3 separate regions of the Zea mays genome follow, and regions 2 and 3 are each linked to region 1. Evidence: chromatin contacts called from public Hi-C data. All regions are on one chromosome and are shown on one strand. The core of a region is the stretch at or near the end of the contact, and the rest is flanking DNA. Distances in the headings are between cores, read along the strand shown. Region 1 holds the start of LOC100384506 (Pumilio homolog 3). Region 2 has its middle 5.0 kb from the start of LOC118472178. Region 3 holds the start of LOC107546767 (Putative RING zinc finger domain superfamily protein).

Region 1 (2,991 bases), core at 369-2,868:
AAGGGAACCACAAAACTTAGAAGATTCAATATGCCCTAATGCAGAATATGGCTCACTGATGCAAGGACGTGTTGAAATAGATAAGCTACAGCAACAAGTAACAATACCCATAAGAGGTGCATACAAGCGTTTTGCACGTGAAATATGGAACAATGTTTGTCGTGATCCAGTAGACATTTCTAAAAAACAAAAGGCATGAACTGCTCTGGAACTACATTAGTTTATCCAATCATAACGCTTATTCCATTATAAATGGAACAATGCTTGTCGGGATCCAGTAGACATTTCTCAAGACCAGAAAGCATGAACTGCTCCGGAAGTGGATTAGTTTCCATCATAACGGTTATGCATCATAATATCACTAGTAACGGTTTAACATCGCAATCAGGAAAGTCAGCTGAAAATACTCTGTATGCCTCCAAAGTCAAATAGGGAAAGAAGGCGGGGTCTTTTCCGTTACTTCACGTTACCTATCTTCATGTAAATAAATTTCTCCATGAATCCATGAAGAAGCCGAGTCCGACAAAATCGATAGATCACATAACCGCAACAGAGACATCACCAGAAACCACAGGTCTAAAGTGCAATCATGCGTTCACACTGTCGAGAGCGCACGACGGCTGCATACCTAATATATGTCAAACATAGCAAATCTAAGATACTTCGACACTAGATATATATATAGTCTACTATAATTGGAATGAACTCGGACTTATCACTTCTCAGTCAAAAACCCATCAGTCAAAAATAGGAGCAACTAGTACAAGGTCAAAGGCTTTGTCGTCAGAAGGCATATATTAGCACAGAATGAAGATCGATGAGTATACTACTACTACGTAATACGGAGTATAAAATATGCGAAGTAATAAGGGGAGAAAAAGTTCGATCTTTCCACCTGAAAGACGGTGGAGAAGCTCCTCTGGCGGGCAAGATCGATCCCGGGCAGGCCGACCGTCCCTTGGGCAGCCGGCTGCTGCTGCCTCCTGCCGTCCCCGATCCCGCCGAAGGCCGCGGAGCGGAGGCGGTGGTGCGAGGAGCGCCAGTCCTCCTTGGACAGGAGCGGCGGCGGGAGGCGGGGGTTGAGGTGCGCATTGGAGTAGTAGTAGCTCTGGTACGCCGGGTCGGCGCGGAGGTCGTCATCCACGAGCAGGTCGGCAGCGGCCGCGGCGGCGCCCAGGGCGCCCTCGACGGTGGGCGGCGCGGAGCCGCTGCGGAAGACCTCGAAGTCGCCGCGGTCGGCCTCCGCGCCGAACGCCGCCGCCTCGCCGCCGCGCGCCGCCATCTCGGTGACCATCGGTGCCAGCGAAAGAAAAGAGGCAGAGAGGAAACAAAATAGAAAGGCTAGATCTTTAAGTCCGACGCGCTAGAAGCCCGCCATTACCGCGCTCCAGCGGCGGCGGCGGGGGCGGGGACCGGGTTCGTCTGGTCAGAGCGGGCGGATCGGGGGGCGGGCGTCCATCTGCGGGCGGTGCGGGCGGTGCGAGCGGCGTCCGGATTCGGGACGGATTGGAGGAGCTCCACTCCGCCTCCGAGTGGGGGGTGGTCTGTGTGAGCAGTGGCGTGCTGGGGGAGTGGGGGAAGAGTGGGGGAGTAGAGAGAGACTGGAGAAGAAGAAATCAGTCAGAGAGGCCCGGTTGCGGCTCGATTAAGTACAGCGGCCGGAGCGAGGTGCGCCGTTGGATTTCGGGACGGACGGGCCCGATCTGCCCGGGGGCTTTGGGTCCTCTAGGGTTTTGTTTTGTTGTTCTCACGGCACAGCCATCGCTGTTCCAGAGGGATAGTTTGAGAGATGGCAAAGCTATTTCTTGCTCTTGTTTATAAACGGTAGCAGTATACTGCAGGATAGTGCTCCTCGTGCTACGGTGACTGAATTAGGAGCGGTCAGTTCCCGTTATCCGAACCAAAAGTTGAAGCTAGTTAAACGCTGTTCGCTACAGCTGTTTAACGGCGTGTTTAGTTTGCAGGTTAGGCTGCTTTTGGAGTCATCAAGACCTACGTCCGAGTCTATATTATCATTTAATTTGAATCGCGGAACGAAGTCGTTCGTAACTTTCTAATAACAGACTAACACGTGGAATCAGCTCACTCCGCAAGAAAGTGCAATTCCTCTCCATCCGGAGCCAAGCTATGATGAATGAGCCAAATCATCAGACCAAATACACTATAAAATATTATAGCTATAATTTATAAAGATAAAAACAATATAAAAATATTAAAAGTTGATATGGATTAAAGTTGAGCGAAAATACGTACTTCGAAGCTGCCTCATCCGCCGAAATCGCAGTAGTCGAAGTGGAAGCTGTGAAACCACACCGGGAGTAGTCTTTTCTAGGACAGCTTAGAACACAACAGAAATTTCATTTCGGTTTGAAAGAAAAGGGGTCTATAGGGGGAGAATAGGATTATAGGAAACCTGTGTTTATTTTTAGTCAGGAGGAAAGGGACTGCAGGCAGTGCGTGCGTGGCCACTGCAACCATCAGCTCACCAGCCCACCACCACGTGACTGACGTTAACACTAGTATCACACTCTGTATGGATATGGATTGATGTATGGATTAACAGCAGTAACAACCCAGTAACAGTGGGTTAAAAAGTGGTAGCGGGGGATGAAGGGGACCGACTTTTCTTAGCAACAGCGCATGCATCTCGAGGCGTCGTCCAACTGCTCGCCCACTCACGTCCTCTCATGCATGCCTTTTTTTTATCCTTCGCATTTCATTTTAGATTAAAAATTAACTAATCAACGATAAATAAAATCAAGAAAGATCTTCTGACCGATCTATAAGACTTGGGTCAGTAATACAGAAAAGATATCGATGTACGGGAACGGTATTTGTACAAACAGAGAGTTTAGGATTTAGAGTTTTAAGGGTCCAAATCAAATTTTAGTGCCTGGAAAAAAAGTTCCCACGTGCTTAGACTATCTACCAGGTATCCCTAAAGCACGCCTAAAATTTTAGACGCATCTTAAAATCCTAATGGTTGTCTCT
Region 2 (2,991 bases), core at 246-2,745, 440 kb before region 1:
ATACCTACCAGTGATAGTGTTTGGCCCTGGCTTTTATTGATTGTCATAGCATAACAAATGTTTATAGGATATTGTCTCCTTTCAAGCACAAAAGGAAGTTTGGTTGTCTTGATGTAACACCTCAAATCATATTTTGGGTAATTTAAGTTTATCCTAAGGTTTAAATAATTATGGTTTAGAACAAAAAATTTAAATAAAGGATCCTCATATAAAATTAATAGTGTCATTGAATTATATGTTCAGAAGTATTCTCCATAAGATTTAAATTAAATTATCTCTCCATAAAGATCATACAAAATAAATGGTCATAAAACATTAAGTTTTGAATAAGATTTTAATTGGACAAACAATGTATCTCTTGAAAATTAAAGTTATTTATGTGTGTGCAACACATTTGCATCATTTGAAATATGATAGTTAATATAAAAATATAATAATAATAAGTATATATTGCATCATGTTGGGATTTTGTTTTCTGCATTTGAAATGTGATATTCAAAATCAAACTTTAACTTTGATATGAATTTGAAAGGTTGAAAATAGGAAACATGAAATAAAAAAAATAAACAAAGAAAAAAAGAGGAAGCCAGATGGGCCACTCTTCCACATTTCGGCCCAACTCTGCCATTGGTGCCTCTCACCTGGGAGCCTGGCATGTCGGCCCAGCTTGTCAGGGTCGTCTTCAAGCTGGAGGCTCACCCGAGATCTGCTCGGTGATTTTCACTACTTCGTCCACCTTTCCCCTCGGCCATGTGCGCTCTCTGTTGCCCGGATGGCTGACCGCGAGATGGGGGCGCTAGACATTCTTTCCCCTCTCAATCTCGCACATGGAGTAAACATCGGGGTTGTTTTGTTGTGGTAACAGCCCAAAAATCCCGCCTATCAAGCACCCTTAGGCTCGGACTGTCCTACCCCGGTGATAAATACCTGGGTACCGCACCCCCCTTGGCGAACTCCTGTCGAGCCCCGCCTTAGAGCACGTCGTTGCGGCGAGTAGCTGGGAAGGAGATGGAGGGCCACCATGCAGGGTGGGTGAAGATCTGGTTCACCGGCATTGTGCCCTCGGCGGTTGGCAGGGGGTCTTCCTCGTGTCTCATGGGGGACGCCCATGACCTCATCAGGTGAACTTGAAACCGGTGGTGCATGGAATTGCTCAACGGAATGTATGGCCACCACCATGTCGCAGGTCCTCGAGGCCATGATCCTCTGATGCTCCAGTCCTTAGGTAAGGTCCCCAGACATCTTCGCTATTTTCGTAGCACCGTTTAGAATCAATCGGATCGGGGGTTTGATCCTGGGTGCACGGATTCGGCTTTCTCTGGCGGGCCCTCCACCGTGGGCAGGGCGCCTCCACCGTCGGTAAAGTTCGTGTGGGAGAAGACGCGTGGGGGCCATCAGATCGAAAATGGATGGACACGATAAGATCTCGCGTATCGTTCGGACATGGGGGAATGGTGACCGTCCGATCGTCAGGAACAATGTAGATTTGACTAGGTATGCGCTCTGAACTCCGCGTCCTTCCACCTTTCGATCTTGATCGGTGGGGCGTGGGTAATTAAGGCTTCTATAACATCCTGACCGTCGATCTTCGAATCAACAACCTCAAGCGTGTACCGCTTGGGTTAAAGCCAGATCTAATCCACACCATTGGGATCGGATCTGACAATTGGGAGCACGTTCTGGTTCGTCTGGGGTCCGATCTAATCCTGACGGTGGGCTTGTGATCCAACAGTCCTAGTCGAAGCGTACCTCTTCGGCCATGTAAATTTGCAAAAGAATCCTTAAATGTTTTAAGAATCAACCCGCGCTCCACGGCAATACAAAAGTAATTACAATAGAGCCCTAGAATTTGCAGTTTTGACCCAGAGCTCTGTGGTATTAATGGCCCCAGTCCAGATAGCTGAGTAATTGATTAAAATAAATACAGAAATCATTTTTAGTGCAAAAAATAAAGTCCCAATCTTAGGAAATTCATAACTCTATGAATTTAACTCTTTTTTGATCCATTCCAGTTGCAATAAATTCATATTATAATTGTTTATCATCTGGTAACCTTATTTTGTTATGAAACATAGGTTAAAATTATGCACTAAATTTCTTTTGTATCCAACCTTAAATCTACAGAAAACCACAACTCGTTAACCATAACTCCGAATTTAGTGGTTCTCGAACCTAGGATCGAGTTACGACGCGTAGATCATTATTATGCACTATGTTCTTATGTTTGGTGTGATGTTAATTTTGCATATACCTTGTTTATTTGTATTGCTACGAGTAGAGGCGAGTTTACGAGTCACTTGAAGAACTAGTTGGTACCTAGGAATCTCGAGTCTAAGGCAAGTTATGCCCTTGATCACTTTTTTACCCAATAATGTTCCTGTTAATCACTATGACATGCTCAGGTTAATCTGATGTAACCTAATAGGTTTCCCTAGACTTATTTATCCCACATCTTGTTTACCACTGAACTTTTGGGCAGTTTTGCTATTGCTTTACCTGATTTTGGGATAAATATTATATTATGATCATGTTCTAGTTATACTGTTGTTCTAATTATTGTTCATGACAAGATCATTGTGTTAATTGGAACATGTTGCTTAACTTCAGATATTCGTGCTACCACAAGGGTGGAATGGGACGCCCTTGGCTGACTAATTAGGAAAGCTAGTGGAGGACTACCTTACCCAAAAGGGGCAAGGGCGGTAGAGGAGCTGCGTATAGGGAGGTTCTCGAGTCGATCATGCTGCGATGGCTTTTTGGACGAAGGATTCCTATATTGCCCTTCTCAGAAACCGTAGCGGTGGAACTTTGTAAATGCCTCGTAGTGGATCCCTAGCCATTCACCTCGGAAGTGTCTAAGGGTCGAGCTAAACCTGGCTAGACGGGATACATGACTTGTGGGTAAAGGGCGCAACCTCTGCAGAGTGTAAAACTGGTATATCAGCCATGCTCGCGGTCATGAGCAGCTCAGGACTCTCACATGATTAATTT
Region 3 (2,991 bases), core at 184-2,683, 280 kb after region 1:
CCAACAGAGGGACGTCGCGGCGGCCAAAAGAGCCAAATCGGGGCCGACGGAGCTGCGCGATGCGACGACGGGAGAATGAAGTGAGAGGCAAAGGGTGGAGGCGAGGCTGGTCGGGCTGATGGAGGAGAAGGCGAGCGGGGCGATGGGATCCTGAGGGAGGCGAGCAACGTCGGAGGAAGAAGTAGCACGAGATGGAGGAGGGATCGAGAACACGGCACCAATCGTAACTCACAAGGAAGAGCCCTCGTCCGCGTTTACAGCTGGATTGGAGTAGGCACGAAGGCGTGGTCTTCGGCAGTGGTGCATGCGGCGGTCAGCGGAGAGGGCGCGGTAGCGGGGAGGAGGCATCGTGGTGGCCCCGGCCTGGCTACGCGGCCGCAGAGGAGGTGGAGAGCGGTGGCACACGTTTGTGGAGGCTGTGCTCATTCGATGAGAGGCGCGTGGGAACCGGCAGAGGGGACGACGCGCTACCAGCAGAGACGCGTCGGGGACGTCAGAGCTGCGTGCTATGGCGACGGGGAGGAGGGAGGGAGAGGTAGAGGGAGGAGGCGAGGCTTATCGGGCCAGTGACGGTGGAGGCGGTGGGATTGGAGAGGAATTTCACGGGATTGGAGAGGGATTTGGGGTCCGTGCCTAGGCGCCCACAACTGCATTGGACAAGGATTTCAGTTTCGGCTGTATACAACCACGCGTCGCGTACGCAATGGGCAGAAGCCCGCCGAGCGCGGAGAGCGCTTGAAACCACGTCAGTTTTTAATATCTCTGATTTAAAAATGTTTGCTAGTTATTTTTGAACTAAATCACGATAAATAAAAAAGAACGGAAAGAGTACAATAAAATGTCTAGGACATAGATGTTTGAGCTTATGGTCGATCCAAGAGACCCAGCAGTCACAATTATATGGGCGAAATTCAACATTCGTGGAGCTTGCAGCCCAACTAGCCATACCGTAGTTTCACCACGTCTCTTTCGATCGAGAATGTACTGGACTACTGGCCCATGCTAAGAGTGGAGTACGTAGCAGATGTGCGTGTTCCGTGCAGCCATTAATTACGAGATTGGAAAAAATACATGTTTGTTTGTTTCCTTGAAGTACTCCTGATCGGCGAGTACAGTGCTAGTATATATAGAACGGATTGCAGAGCAGTGTAGTTCGACGCGTTGAACGGACGGAGGGGAAAGGAAGAGGACCGTGGGGCGGAGGGTCAAAGCAGCTCAGGCACACGGTGACATGACACCAGCGTGTGTTGTGTTGTTGTGTGTGCCTGCCTTTTCCAGGGAAGGACAAGGAAGGAAGCTCGTCTCGTCCTGTCAACGCGGCGCCTTCTCGTCTCAACTACCATCGCCTTGCCTTTTTTTTTTCTTCCTTTGGCCCGGTCCGCCGGTTAAAAACATCTGCTTTCCTCCACAACACCACCACCACCACCGACACCGAGCAATCAATCAGAGCGGGCGGGGAGGAGAATACAAGGCCCCTTCGTCTCGCCTCCCACCACCAACCCTTCCTCCGCCTCCGCCGCCGCCGCCTGGAGCTGAAAGTATCCCAGATCTGAGCCCGCCTTCCGATGGCGATGCCTTCCTCCCCTTCCCCCACACGCCTTCCAACGGCCTCCTCCTCCTACTGGTGCTACCAGTGCGACCGCTTCGTGCGCGCCGCCTCCCCGCTCTCCTCCCCCGCCTGCCCCTCCTGCGGCGGCGGCTTCCTCGAGGAGATGAGCGCGCCGCCGCCACGACCGGCCTACCTCCGCCGCCCCCGCGCGCACCACGCCGCCGACTCCCGCGCGGCCTCGCCCTTCAACCCCGTCATCGTGCTCCGTCGCTCCCCGCCCGCCGCCGCCAGCTTCGAGCTCCTGTACGACGACGGCGCGGGGTCGGGCCTCCGCCCGCTCCCGGAGACCATGTCCGACTTCCTCATGGGCTCGGGCTTCCAGCGCCTGCTGGACCAGCTGGCGCAGATCGAGGCCGCCGGCGGGCTGGCGGCCGGCGCCCGCGACGCCCCGCCGCCGGCGTCCAAGGCCGCCGTCCAGGCCATGCCCGTTGTCTCCGTCGCCGCCGCCGACGCGCACTGCGCCGTCTGCAAGGAGGCCTTCCACCTGGGCGCCGAGGCCAGGGAAATGCCCTGCGCCCACATCTACCACGCCGACTGCATCCTCCCATGGCTCGCGCTCCGCAACTCCTGCCCCGTCTGCCGCCACCAGATGCCCACCGACGCCATCCCCCTTGAGCAGGAGGAGGAGGCCACGGTCGGGCTCACCATCTGGAGGCTCCCCGGCGGTGGGTTCGCGGTCGGTAGATTCGCCGGCGGGCGGACGCCCGAGGAGCGGGAGCTCCCCGTCGTGTACACGGAGATGGACGGCGCCGGGTTCAACAGCGGCCGCGCGCCCAGGCGGGTCTCGTGGGGGTCCAGGCAGGCCGCGTCCACGAACAGGGGCACCGTCCGCCGCTTCCTCCGCAACGTCTTCGCCTGCTTCGGGCGCGGCCACGCCTCGTCCTCCTCGCGCTCCCACGCCGTGCCTGAGCTCAACAACGACGCGTTCAGCCATGGCTCCAGGAGCCGGAGCACCAGCTGGAGGCTCGAGGACGGGCATGCCGACGCCACGGTGCAGAGTTGACGGACGAACCAACTCCTGCTGCCTGCCTCCCTGTCTCTAGTACAGCACGCTGCAAGAAGCGAATCTTGTTGCTTTTGTTTCATAATTCATTCGTCTTGTATTGTGTTTACCATACTGCTGCTCCTACTCCTGCCTGCTACTTAGAAGAAAAAGAGGAAGGGGAAGGGGAAGGCGAAGGAGGAATTGGAGGATTTGTAGAACAGGTCGATTGCAAGGAGACCATAAAAGGGTTTTCATTGTAGGTGGGGGATTGTTTTTTTTTTTTTTTTTTGCTTCTTCTGTAGCTGTATGTATCCATGCTAGTCCTATCCTTTCCTATGTTGCAGCAGGATACTTGTGCTGGCTGCTTGCTTGGCAGGGCAGCAGCATCACTGTCCCG

What was found. A called contact is a pair of places that touch in the nucleus more often than the background predicts.
Region 2: a Hi-C map of tassel shows a contact between it and region 1, with 2.7 times the contacts expected there. The contact joins the enhancer-like site here to the promoter of LOC100384506 in region 1. A contact is called at or near these places in 4 of 25 Hi-C or Micro-C datasets (ear, endosperm, leaf and 1 more).
Region 3: a contact with region 1 is called in a Hi-C map of endosperm, with 7 times the contacts expected there. The contact joins the promoter of LOC107546767 here to the promoter of LOC100384506 in region 1. A contact is called at or near these places in 8 of 25 Hi-C or Micro-C datasets (bundle sheath, ear, endosperm and 3 more).

Annotation. Positions count from the first base shown.
Region 1 is chr6:47,110,131-47,113,121 of Zm-B73-REFERENCE-NAM-5.0, reverse strand. It overlaps LOC100384506 (Pumilio homolog 3), which reads right to left and starts at 1,618. Exons shown (of 9, transcript XM_008649972.3): 1 at 896-1,618. The coding sequence starts at 1,294.
Region 2 is chr6:47,545,390-47,548,380 of Zm-B73-REFERENCE-NAM-5.0, reverse strand. No RefSeq gene overlaps it. Among protein-coding and RNA genes, the nearest start is that of LOC118472178, 5.0 kb to the right of the region's middle. Within about 2 kb of position 1,495, at least 18 of the 20 cell types and tissues checked have an H3K27ac peak or open chromatin away from gene starts, as enhancers often do. A contact at or near this core is called in ear, leaf and tassel, where this site is marked.
Region 3 is chr6:46,828,952-46,831,942 of Zm-B73-REFERENCE-NAM-5.0, reverse strand. LOC107546767 (Putative RING zinc finger domain superfamily protein) reads left to right here and starts at 1,433. Exons shown (of 1, transcript NM_001322846.1): 1 at 1,433-2,880. The coding sequence starts at 1,566. The coding sequence ends at 2,612.